Linked DNA regions of Mus musculus: regions 1 and 3 are each linked to region 2. The links are chromatin contacts, called in public Hi-C and promoter capture Hi-C maps. All regions are on one chromosome and are shown on one strand. Each heading gives the region's core, a stretch centred on a gene start, on an enhancer-like site or on the middle of the called end of the contact. The rest is flanking DNA. Distances are from core to core; before and after follow the strand shown.

What was found. Promoter capture Hi-C pulls out the DNA fragments that hold promoters and counts their contacts. A called contact is a pair of places that touch in the nucleus more often than the background predicts.
Region 1: a Hi-C map of B cells shows a contact between it and region 2, with 9 read pairs. The contact joins the promoter of Jup here to the promoter of Retreg3 in region 2. A contact is called at or near these places in 2 of 39 promoter capture datasets (HPC-7-derived erythroid cells and liver) and 1 of 484 Hi-C or Micro-C datasets (B cells).
Region 3: a promoter capture Hi-C map of pre-B cells shows a contact between it and region 2, with 6 times the contacts expected there. The contact joins the promoter of Cnp here to the promoter of Retreg3 in region 2. A contact is called at or near these places in 2 of 39 promoter capture datasets (liver and pre-B cells) and 1 of 115 datasets of contacts at active chromatin or transcription factors (pro-B cells).

Annotation. Positions count from the first base shown.
Region 1 is chr11:100,396,192-100,399,863 of GRCm38.p6, reverse strand. Jup (junction plakoglobin) reads left to right here and starts at 2,074. Exons shown (of 14, transcript NM_010593.2): 1 at 2,074-2,228. It overlaps Gm12348 (predicted gene 12348), which reads right to left and starts at 1,748. Exons shown (of 4, transcript NR_132425.1): 1 at 1,727-1,748.
Region 2 is chr11:101,117,302-101,121,211 of GRCm38.p6, reverse strand. Retreg3 (reticulophagy regulator family member 3) reads left to right here and starts at 1,371. Exons shown (of 9, transcript NM_026501.3): 1 at 1,371-1,671. The coding sequence starts at 1,433. It overlaps Tubg1 (tubulin, gamma 1), which reads right to left and starts at 1,095. Exons shown (of 11, transcript NM_134024.3): 1 at 970-1,095; 2 at 553-665; 3 at 214-381. The coding sequence starts at 1,018.
Region 3 is chr11:100,573,314-100,577,028 of GRCm38.p6, reverse strand. Cnp (2',3'-cyclic nucleotide 3' phosphodiesterase) reads right to left here and starts at 2,090. Exons shown (of 4, transcript NM_009923.2): 1 at 1,961-2,090; 2 at 124-793. The coding sequence starts at 1,963.

The sequences.
Region 1 (3,672 bases), core at 825-3,324, 720 kb after region 2:
CTACAACTGGATTAGGGATGCTGCTATCTTCCTCTCCCTTCCAGGAAGACTTATTGGCGGGAAGACAACAAGTTAGGCCTCGTTCCTTTCTCTACTGGGGGAATGTGGTCAAAGATACTGTTAGGATATCTTCATCTGGAATTATTTTAGCCCGTAAGCTCTGGTGCATGTGTGTGCGTGCCTGCGTGTGTGTGTGTGTGTGTGTGTGTTTGTGTGTGTGTGTGTGTGTGTGTGCGTGTATGTGTGCGCGCTTTCAGGAAGTCCTTTTCTAAACAGCCACTCCCCCAACTCCCACCCACACAAGCTGTTTCCTCTTGTCACTCTGTACGCTCTCTGAGAGTTAGGATACTTTAAATTTTCTGTGCAGCCAAGGTCTAGGCTGGCACCCAGCATACAGTTGGTACTCAGTACCTTGGTTCATGCCTTGGGTTCATGTTACAGCCGCAACAGCAGTCATCAACCACAGGAAGAAATACCCACGGCTCCTTAGGCCACCTACTGAGTTCTTTTGGATGGCTCAACAGCCTTGTCTACTCTGAAGGGGCTTGCTGCCTCGCTTTGGTTTAGACCTCTGCTCCCTTTCTTTCCATCTAATGTCTGATTTTCCCCCAAATCCGTCAAAGTTTCCTTACATCATTATTTAATCTCCTTTGTCTGTTTCTCCCTGGAGCAGTATCCAGCCCCCCCCCGCCCCACCCCCAAAACACACTGACCCTTCTGCTCTGGGACTTGAAAGAAGGTGTCGGCCCAGGCGTGGTGGCGCACGCCTTTAATCCCAGCACTCGGGAGGCAGAGGCAGGTGGATTTCTGGGTTCGAGGCCAGCCTGGTCTACAAAGTGAGTTCCAGGATAGCCAGGGCTATACAGAGAAACTCTGTCTGGAAAAACAAAAACAAAAACAAAAACAAAAAAAAAAAAAAAAGAAAGAAGGTGTCGGAGTTTAGAGTGTACCATATTTCCTAGTCTTGTGATCTCTTTGGAGCGTAGTTTTAAAATCGCATTACATTTTATTTACTTTTATGTGTGTGGCACTTGTGCCAAGGCGGGAGATCAGAGGACAGAGGACAACCTGTGAGACTTGGCTGTTGTCTCCCTCCATGAGGTATCAGACTCGGGTGGTCACATCTGCACAACTGAGGCACCACACAAGCCCATTAAAAATATTCTTTTAACATGGATCATTTCGATCCCACTTTGAAGACCAGGCTGGCCTCTTAACTCACAGAGATCTGCCTGCCTCTGCCTCCTCGAGTGCCACCACTGCCTGGCTGCTCCAGCACTTTTTAAGAACTGTCTCGAACTGAGACAGTTTAAATACTGACATTCCTCAGCTGTTTAAGTGCTACTACAAAGCTTATTTCATTTAATCTCTCCAACCTAAGATAGATAAAGCTAATGAACCCACTTTACAGAAGAGATACAGGGTGAAAGGTACACTAACTAGCCTAAGGTCATACAAAGATTAAGGGGAGAACCCAAACCCAGGCCTGCTAATTCTAAACAGAAGGGATCAGGGAACACTCCATCTTTTGTAGGGGGGAGAAAATCCCAACCCAGCACAAAGCCTATGAAATGCTTTACAAACATCTTATTACTACGTTGAGGCAAGAATGAATAAGCCTGACGCTGAGTTGGCTGGCTAGTGAAGGCGTCAGTCCTTTCCCATGCCTCCCCCTGACTCACCTGTTGGACAGGTAGGGGGGGAAGGGGAGAATAATGAGTCTTACCTGCTCAGGGCTAGGGTGGGGCAAGTCACGCCCCACCTGATCCATTGGCTTTTTCCTTAGTCTTACTGACAGCCCTCTGTCCAATCATAAAGAAGAAACTTTCTATTTGCCAATAGATGCAGAGTGAGGATGAGACCTCAAGTTGGCGTCCACCCCAGAGTCGAGTGGCAGTCCCTGGGGCCAATGGTGAGCGCATAAACAGAGGCGGCCGTGGTAGAGGTCCCGGCGCGAGGCTCCGCCCCTCGATGGGATAGTCAGGCTGGGCAGCCAGTGAGATAGCCTCAGAGGGTGGGAGTCTCCCTAGGGGGCGGAGCTTCGAGGGGGCGAGAGGTGTGGCTTGGCTGTCAGGTCCCTTTGCCTTTTGTTCGGTTACTGAGTTGCTGCCTTGGCCAGAGTCCGGAGCAGCCGCCGCCCGAGTGCGCCGAGCTCAGTTCGCTGCCCGCGCCGGCTCCCTCCCGGCCAGACCCGACCCCGATTCGGCTCAGCCCGGCTCCACGCTCAGGTACACCCGATCGGGGTACGAATCACTGTGGGAGAGTAGGGACAGCAAGCGGCCGGGAGGCTGGTTCCAGCGGTTTCAGGGCAGGTGAGGGCGGGTGTCAGGGAGCGCATCCTACACCAGCGACAGGGGGCGCGCTGGGGTCCGGGGCGCGGGACCCTTGGGACAAGCAATCTGGGTTGGAGCGCCCCTCCAGGCTCGGTGAACCGCAGGTCTGAGAAGGGTGGGGAGGAACTAGGGCAGGTGCCTCGGAGTTCGCGCCTCCCCCAGGGCCCCAGAGCTCGCCTAACACGGCGTCCCTGACTCTCCCCTGGAGCTGACCGAGCAGACTTTGACCCGCTCCGCCTGGTCCCGGAGCTCACGGTGACAGGAATTTACCGTTTGGGAAACTTGCTGCCTAGTCTCTTTGGGGCCACCCTCACCGCACCCCACGCGTCATCCTCGCTTTCTCTCCCTCCCTCCCTACTCCCCCAGGCCTGGGTGGGGCCCTATTGTCTGCGCCCAGCTTTCCAAACTGTGGGGGCCGAGTGCACATTTTCCCAGGGACGCAATTCCCACCTGCTGAGCAGAGCAGGTGAGCGCTTGGAAGACGGAGGCCCTGCCCTGCAGCTCCGAGCTGGACCTGTGGCGCCTCCCTCCGCTCTAGTGTACGCCGGTCAATGCCTTCTCCTACGGAGGTGGGATAGGGTGACTGGGGAACTGGTGAAGGGTCTGGGCTGAGTGCCCTACCGATGTCTGACACTGGTGGCTTGGCCTGGAGTCTGGGCCGGTAGAGAAAATTTAAGAAGCACTCGCCCAGTTTTTAGTAGCTGTGGTTTCCAGAGTGTTGATAGGGAAACAGCAATATCTTTTGATTTCTGCAACCCATTCTTGTTGAGAAATCACTCCAAACAAACTTTCCAGGAGAAAGTAACCATGGGAGCCTTTTCTAGGATTTTTCTAGTCTCCTTGTTGAGAGCTGATTCTAGGCTTGGTGGTACTTCTTGGAGGAAAACCCCTTCCCCCAGTCAGCTCCAAGCTGAACGTAGCCAGTGTGTGCGCTTTGACCCTGTTCTCCCTGCCCCCAACTCCATCCTGTTTGCCAGGCCCCTAAGGCCTGAGGTAGGGACCAATGGGGGTGGGGTGGGGGCGTTGCTGAAAGGGGAAGTGTCTTCTTCCTTCCCCCTCCTCCGGAGACCATCACACCCCCTTATATGAGGCCTGCTAAGTATCTGTCCTCCCAAGCTCTGCCCCTTCCCCAGGAATGGGGTTGGGACAGGGCTGGGCCAAGCTAGGAAGATGAGGAAGAGTGATTAGTCTTTCCCTAACTCCCCCATTCCATCCCCGATTTTATTTAGCTGGCTGACAATTGAGGCAGGATAGCATAGGGCAGGAATGTTGCTGGCCGGTCCGCTGGGTTTCTAGATTATGAAGGTGCATTCTTTCTAGAGGACTCGCCAGAAGTCCC
Region 2 (3,910 bases), core at 122-2,621:
GTCAGAGGTTTACAAAGATAACACAGAAAGTATTTAAATGGCCTGCAACAAAGCACTAGCTAGACTGCGTCCTTAGCGTTCCAGTTAGCTCCTGGAGCCATGGCTATCTTACTCAGCACTCGAACATCTCTGACCTAGTTTCATCTGTAGAAAAACCACAGGGCCTGTGCCCACCCACAGAGTTGAGAGCCCTTCAGGGGAACAGCAAATGACCTGGGAGAATCCGCTGGCCCAGTTGTTGCCAGCTCCTCCGCCATGCTCCGACAGGTAGATGTTCTCTGGGTTGTAGAGCTTAGCATAGGAGGAGTTTAGGATGGAATGGATCACCCGGGGCTCCAGGTCCAGCAGCACAGCCCGGGGGATGTAGTGCTCATCATCTGCCTGTCAGAGGGAAGCCAGGATGGGTCAAGTCCTGAAGCCTCCCAACTCTGGCTCCTGCAGGCTCTCCCTCAAGATAGCCACTCTGTTCCCATCCATCCACTCAGAGTTTCCCAGCACCAGATCGCGCTGCCAGTCCCGCCAGGGTCCTGGTCAAGTCACTTGGGGGAGCACCTGGTAGAAAAAGACGTCCTTTCGGTCAGTGCCCTCCGTGGCGAACTCTTCTACGATGCCCTCGGGACTGATGCCATGCTCGGCACATAGCTGTTTCCAGAACTCGAACCCAACTAAGAGAGGGAGGCGGAAGGTGAAGAAAAAAGATACGTGAGTCTGGGTAGGTTCCAAATAGCCAGTGGGGGATTTGAACGCCTGGGTCTAGGGATCTAGATTAGCCTTGGGACTCCCTAGTGTCTAGGCCAATGACTGGACAGGGGAAGGTCCATTGGCTTTAGGCAGTTGGGCACAGGGTTGGGAATCGCCTTTGTGGGGGAGAACTAGGATTCTGCAGACAGACCGAAGCTATGACCTTATTGCGAGGGCCTCTTGCACCTAAGGAACCTGGGAGGCAGAGGGTCTGGGAGGTTCGCTCACTCTGATTGCCGCACTGGCCCAACTGTAGGGTGATGATTTCTCTCGGCATCGCTCCTCAGACATCGGCGTTGCAGTCTCTCCCGCCAGCAACACCGCCGACCGCTAGCGCGCTCGCCGGCAAGACGCAGGCGCCAGACAATGCGCTCCACCCCTAATCGTTCTCCGCTCCAATGGGAGCTGGGTTCTGCAGATGAAATTTCCTCCTTCATCGGGCTTCAGTCGTGCGAGTTGCGCGTGCGCGGCTCCGAATCGCGCTCAGCGCCGGGAACGCATTTCGACGCAGTGTTCTCTTCCGTCTGATGAATGCGCACCGGAGCGTCTGCGCATGCGCGCGTGGGCGTTCCGGCACTTGCCCCGCCCCGCCCCTTCTCCGCCCGGCCGCAGCCAAATCGTGCTTCTGCGCAGTCGGTGTTATTGTGACTCCCGGGCCGTGGCCCCGGATGTTGTGGCTGCTGAAGGGGAGATGGAGGAGGCTGAAGGGGTGGCCGCGGCCCCGGGTCCAGCTTCGGGGTTGGCTTTCAGGGGCCGCCGAGCTATGTCCGGCTCCTGGGAGCGCGACCAGCAGGTTGAGGCGGCGCAGCGGACCCTGGTGGAGGTGCTGGGCCCTTACGAGCCTCTGCTGAGCCGGGTGCAGGCAGCCCTGGTGTGGGAGCGGCCGGCCAGGAGCGCCCTGTGGTGCCTGGGGCTGAACGCGGCGTTCTGGTGAGACACCCGGACCCTCACTGACCCTACTAGGCGGGAATTCCTCAGGTTGTTCTGGGGGGGGGGGTGTCGATCTCTCACCTGCCCTGTCCTGCCTTCTTTCGTCGCCCTGGCTGCTTCTGATACTTGCCTGATAATGCTTCACTTTCCCCAGCATCCCGCCTGCCTCCAGGCTTTGGCACCCCGGGTGCTCGCAGGGCCTTCCTGGTCTTCTCCACTTGCCCCCACGACTCGCCAGAGAATCTGGTACCATCCCGTGTCGCTCGCAGTAAGCCGGGGTGCCTCTTGTTAGCGAGAGAAAGTGATTTCACTTCGAGACCATTTCCTCCGTTTCTCTTGCTTGCCCCAGGGTGGTGGTTCCGAGAGGTTTTAACTTAACGATGATGGGAGGAGAGGCAGAAGGGTATCCCTGGGTGTGAGGAGGAAAACAAGCTTGAGCCGGTTATCATGGATTATTAGCATGTTAGATACCGTCTCACCCAGTCAAGTTGGTGAAGTTTGTGTGGAGTTTCAGCTTGAAAGAAAAGTAGATGTATTAAGAAGGAAAAAATTAAAAAACAGTGGTGATCTTTCATCTGTTTCAGAGCCACTTAGGATTGCAACGCTTCCCCCCAAAAATTAGACCTTAGCTGTGGTTCAAGGAGTTTGAGGCTGTCTGAGAGCCGTTGAGTTCTCTTTCACTGGACAAGTGGCTTTATATTAAAGTGTGTGTTTCATTCTCTGGAAAAAATGAGAGCACCTAGGAGGAGTTTGGGCTTCATCGAGTCTACCAACCATGGTTTGGGTTTATTAATAACCATAGTACTGATCAAATTCCAAGGGAACTGACATATCACTGAGGCTTCTACAACCAGAAGAGATGAGACTCTTTGAATAAGCCTGTGTGTGTGTATGTGTATAGGGGTGTGGTCCTGAGATGGGGTGGTCGTGAGGAGTTGTGGGTACTTGTAGAGGCTAGAAGCATCAGATCCCCCTGGAGCTGGAGATAGGTGGGGGTTGCTGGGAACTGAACTTCTCTGGGAGAGCAGTATGTGCTCTTAGCCACCGAACCATCTCTCTAGCTCTGGAACACATTTCAAAGCTGCAACAGATTTGCTGGTCCTCAACAGTGTATTCTTTTTTGGCTCCAAATATCCTCTCCACAGAGCAGGCCTTGAACTTCTGACCTTCCTGCTCCCAGCTCCCGAGGATTGGGGCTATTGACACTGGCCACCATGCTGTACCATAGTGTTTACTTAGGCTAAGTCTGCGTTTAGAATCTTTCTCAGAACCCCTCTTGTGCTAAGTTGTGACTGATCCCTATCTCTGGCATTTCCGGGTAGTATGCCTGCTGTGTAGCCACAATGCAGGAGGTGGGGGAGAGATCCACCAAAGTGAGTGTGGCCTAAGACTTAAAAAACAATTGAGCTTGTCATTTATAGAGGGGACTCATACCTTGGGAGGGGTACAGATAGTATTAAAGTCCAAGCGGGTTAAAGTAGTCAGACATTGGCACTTATAGAATTGTTTTGGGAGAATGAATTTCTTTGAGGGCTAAACACAGTTCACTCCTCAGTAGTGTCTTTGTGAGTGTTGTCATTTCACTTAGTAGAGTAAAGAATGACTAGATTTTCAACGAATTGAAGAAGTATCACTAAGTTAGGTCAGAAACAACAAATCTGAAGTACTTCTTATATTATTTATTAGGAATAATGACGTTATCAAAAGCTGAGGTGCTTTTGATGAGTCAGAAGATTAGCTTGATACTACAAAGTTGTCACCTGAGTGCTGGAGTCCACCTTAGCGTAGTAGAGCCTACCTCCAAACCTGATGCCCTGATCCAGCTTCTGTAAGCTGTCACCTGACTTACACACACACACACACTCCCCCCCCCTCTGTCTCTCTCTCTCTCTCTCTCTCTCTCTCTCTCTGAAAGAATTTTTTTTTTCCCAAGTCCTCCAAATTCAGGGCACATAGTGTGTTTAGTGATGTACATTCCTTCTCTGGTGTAGTTTTCCCTGTACCTGTGACTATGCCCTCTTACTTTCTAAACACAGGAGGTTCATAAAAGAATTCCATGTGGTAGGGTGCCACCATGTATTTCCAGGGTGTCCCCTCCCAGGTACCAGAGAAATCAGGGTGACCCTGTCCAAAATCTTGTAACCCACATCGCTTCTAGCCCCTGCTCTGTTGCTGTCTTTAGAATAATAATGGCTTCCCTCTAAAAGCCGACTTTTTCATTAATCTCACCCCATCTGCA
Region 3 (3,715 bases), core at 841-3,340, 540 kb after region 2:
CTACCTGTACCCTCCACCCGTCAACCCCATCCTTTGAGCTCAGCAGCTGCGCTGCCTGGCTCTCCATCACAGGCAAACAGTACAAGGCTTTAGCTGCCCTGCTCCCACCCCACATCCACCTACAGTGTCGAAGCTCTTTCTTGAAGGCCTTGTGATTCCCCAGCTCCTCCAGAAAGACCTGGCCAGCTTTTCGGAGGGTCTCAGAACTCTTTTTGGTCAGGAACCAGCCAAAGTAGAGTGGCAGAAAGTCCTTCTCCAGCCCGGGCTTCAGCTTCTTCAGGTCATCGGCCGACAGCTGCCATTGGTTCTTCTCCTTGAGCTGGGCACAGTCTAGTCGCCACGCTGTCTTGGGCTCCACCAGCACCACCTGGTACTGATACTGGTCTGCCATTTCAAAAAGCTGATCCAGCCGCTCCCGCTCGTGGTTGGTATCATCAAGCACAAGAACCCTGATGTCCCGGCGGCAGTAGCCAGCCAGGTCCTCGTCTAGACGCTTGTACGCCTCGGAGAAGTCTGCCCGAGAGCCAGGGATGATCTTGTAAGCATCAGCGGACACCATCTTGGTGCCGTCGTGGTACTTCTCCAGGATGAGCCGAGCCAGTGTGGACTTGCCGCTGCCCGGCAGGCCGCGCAGGATGAATAGCGTCTTGCACTCGTGGAGGGTAGCCACCGTGTCCTCATCTTGAAGGAAAGGGAACTGCAGCTCTGGCTTCTCCTTTGCTCCTGAGGATGACATTTTCCTGAAGAAGAGCTTGGGCAGGAATGTGTGGCTTTTGCGGGTAAAGCTTGTGTTCTGTGTAAGAAGGGAGGAGGAGATGTCAGCCCCGGCTCCTCAAAGCCAGCCCGCAAGCACCACACCCTAGTCTCTGGCCGAGTTCTCCCAGAGGGGGACCGCTTGTCAGTTGAGGAATCCCCAAGCCTAACTTAAAGCACCCTTGAATGGTGGATGCTTTCCCCGGAGGGGAATGGTGGATTTTCTTCCTCGCAGTAGATCCTTCAGTATCTTCAACAGCTGGGTTGTAAGGTAGAGGGAATCTTTCTGAAGCTACCTAACCTCTTAGTCTCTGGCTCCAAGGATCACTCTCTGCTCCCCCTCAGAACACCTTGGTGACAGGGCACGCAAGGGCAGCAAGTGCCTGTGGCTCCCTGTCAGCCCTAACTTATATATTCTTGGCACCTCTTAAGGATGTCCTGTTTGGAGGCCTGGGGCTCTATGTATGGGCAAAGCCACAGCTGCCTTGGCTCTCTTGAGTGTGCAGAGGAGGGTGAGGGCAGGGGAGGGTGACCCAAAGACCGCCTCCCTCCACCCAACAATGGCACCAACAGATAATACTCTCTTGTCTGGGTATAGGGGGACAATGGTCCCACAGAGGGCTGGTGGGGGGCAGGGCAGGAGGGCACTGGACAAAGGGCATATTCACAACCACCTCCTCCTCTGCTCTCTCAGTGCGCCCCCTCCCCCAATCTGTAGGATTAGGGCACAGGGCACCTGTATTCAGAGATCTGTGCCCCCTATTCTGCTGTGTGTTAGCAGCACCTCTCTGACAAAAACAAGACATAGCGGTTTCAGTTGTCATCTACAACGGCTTCCGCCCCTGAGAATTTAGCTGGCTTCTGGCTTCTCTATAGCCTTGTGCAGGAACCCACTCCCAGCGCGGGCTCCACAACAGCCCTGCACTCTCTGGTGCTACCCAGACCCATTTGCCAGCTGGTGTCGCCAAGGAGCATCGACTTTCACTTCCCTGCGGCGATATTTCCTTCTCCAAAGACACTAAGACTCCCCCAAAATATCCCCGCTCGCGCCCCTTGCCTTAGGGCTGCCTTGGAGGACCCAGAGGCAACTTCAACTCCGGAACCTGGTGTCCTCATTTGCAAACTACTTCTGCCCATGCATCCCCAAGAATCTCGCTTTCAGTTAGCCTCTCTCCCGCCCCGGCCCCCACGCACGCGCTGCGCTCACCATGATGAGTGGGCGCACCGCCGTCACCGCCTTTGCGGGTACTATGTCTCCGGGGCCGCCCGCCTGCGTGAGGGACACGGGCGTCTCCGGGTGTCCGGGGCCCCCCCACGCAGGGTCCCTTTCATAGCCTGGGGGCGGGGCGCGCGGACAGGGCGGGGTCAGCCCGAGCCTCTGCGCACGCGCCCCCGGGGAATGGAAACCTGAGTGCCAGGAAGCAGCGGTCTGAGCCTTGGCAGAAAGTAAAAGCACACCTGGACTCTCAATGCCAAGAAAGAGTCCGCCACGCCACCTCTTTGTTCCTTAAAAGTTAAAGTTTAACTTTTTCCCTTCTCTGAGACAGGAACTCACTATGTAGCCCTGACTGTCCTGGAACTCACCATGTAGATCAGGCTGGCCTGGTACAGAGATCTGCCTGCCTCTGCCTCCCAAGTGCTTGGATTAAAGACATCACCAGGAGAGAGATGAACTCTTAAAACAGGAGGCAGTTGCCTTTCCTGGGTTCCCAGGCAGGCTGGGATGAAATGGGTGCAGTCAGATAGTTTAAAATTTTGAAACAGGCTCATAGACCTTATCACAACTGACATGTGAAGGAAGTACCATTCAGGCCACGAAACCAGGCCGATAGGCATCACCGCCTCCTAAAACAAAAACAAAGACCTAATTCATCAAAGTCCATAATTCTGGGAAAGGCCCTAAATGTCCTAACCTTGATTTTTGGCTCCTATAGTCTGCTTCTGACTTAGGTGTGTCAACACAGGATGTGGTTTTTATGATTAAAAGCCTACCCTGAGAAAAGTGCTGGGTGGTGGTGGCACACACCTTTAATCCCAGCACTTGGAAGGCAGAGGCAGGTGGATTTCTGAGTTCAAGGCCAGCCTGGTCTACAGGGTGAGTTCCAGGACAGCCAGGTCTACACAGAGAAACCCTGTCTCAGGAAAAAAAAAAAAAAAAAAAAAAAAGTCTAGTGAAGGGGCTGAGGGGCTGGCTAATAAAGACTTTCTATTGGCTTCCGCTTGGGTCTAAGCAGTCTTCTTTGCTGGATATCCCCCAAAAAAGGTTTGTTTTAAAGATGAATCTCATGTAACCCAGGCTAAGTTCAAACTCTCTATGTAACAAAGGGTGACCTTGAACTTCTTATCCTCTTGCTGGAAATTCATACATACAAGAACATGTCAGCTGTTTAAGATGCTGGGGTTCCTGCAAGCTAGGCAAGTGCATCCTAGCTTCGAGGACGTGGTGACATTGTTCACTTTCACTTTTTTCTTTAATCCCAGCACTTGGGAGGCAGAGGCAAGCAGATCTCAGTGAGTTCCAGGCCAGCCTGATCTGCAGAGTGAGTTCCAGGACAGCCAGGCCTACAGAGAGACACCCTGTCTCAACAAAACAAAACAAAACAAACGGATATATAATTATATATAATTTCTCAGGAGCAGTTGAGATATAGCTTTGTTAACATGGCCACGTTACCCTGAGTTGAACTTCTAGGCCATGAATGATAGAAAACCAACTCCCTCGACTTGTTCTTCTCTGACAGCCACAGGCAGGTAGTAGGTGTGTAGGTCCGCACACATAAATGCACACAAAAATAAATTAAAATGTACTTTTTATTTCTTTGAGAGATCTCTCTGTCCAGCTCTGGCTATCCTGGAATTCACTGTGTAGACCAGGCTGGCCTCAAACTCACAGAGATCCGGCTGCCTCTGCCTCCCTGATGCTGGGACTAACAATGTGTACCACCACTGCCTGGCTTAATAG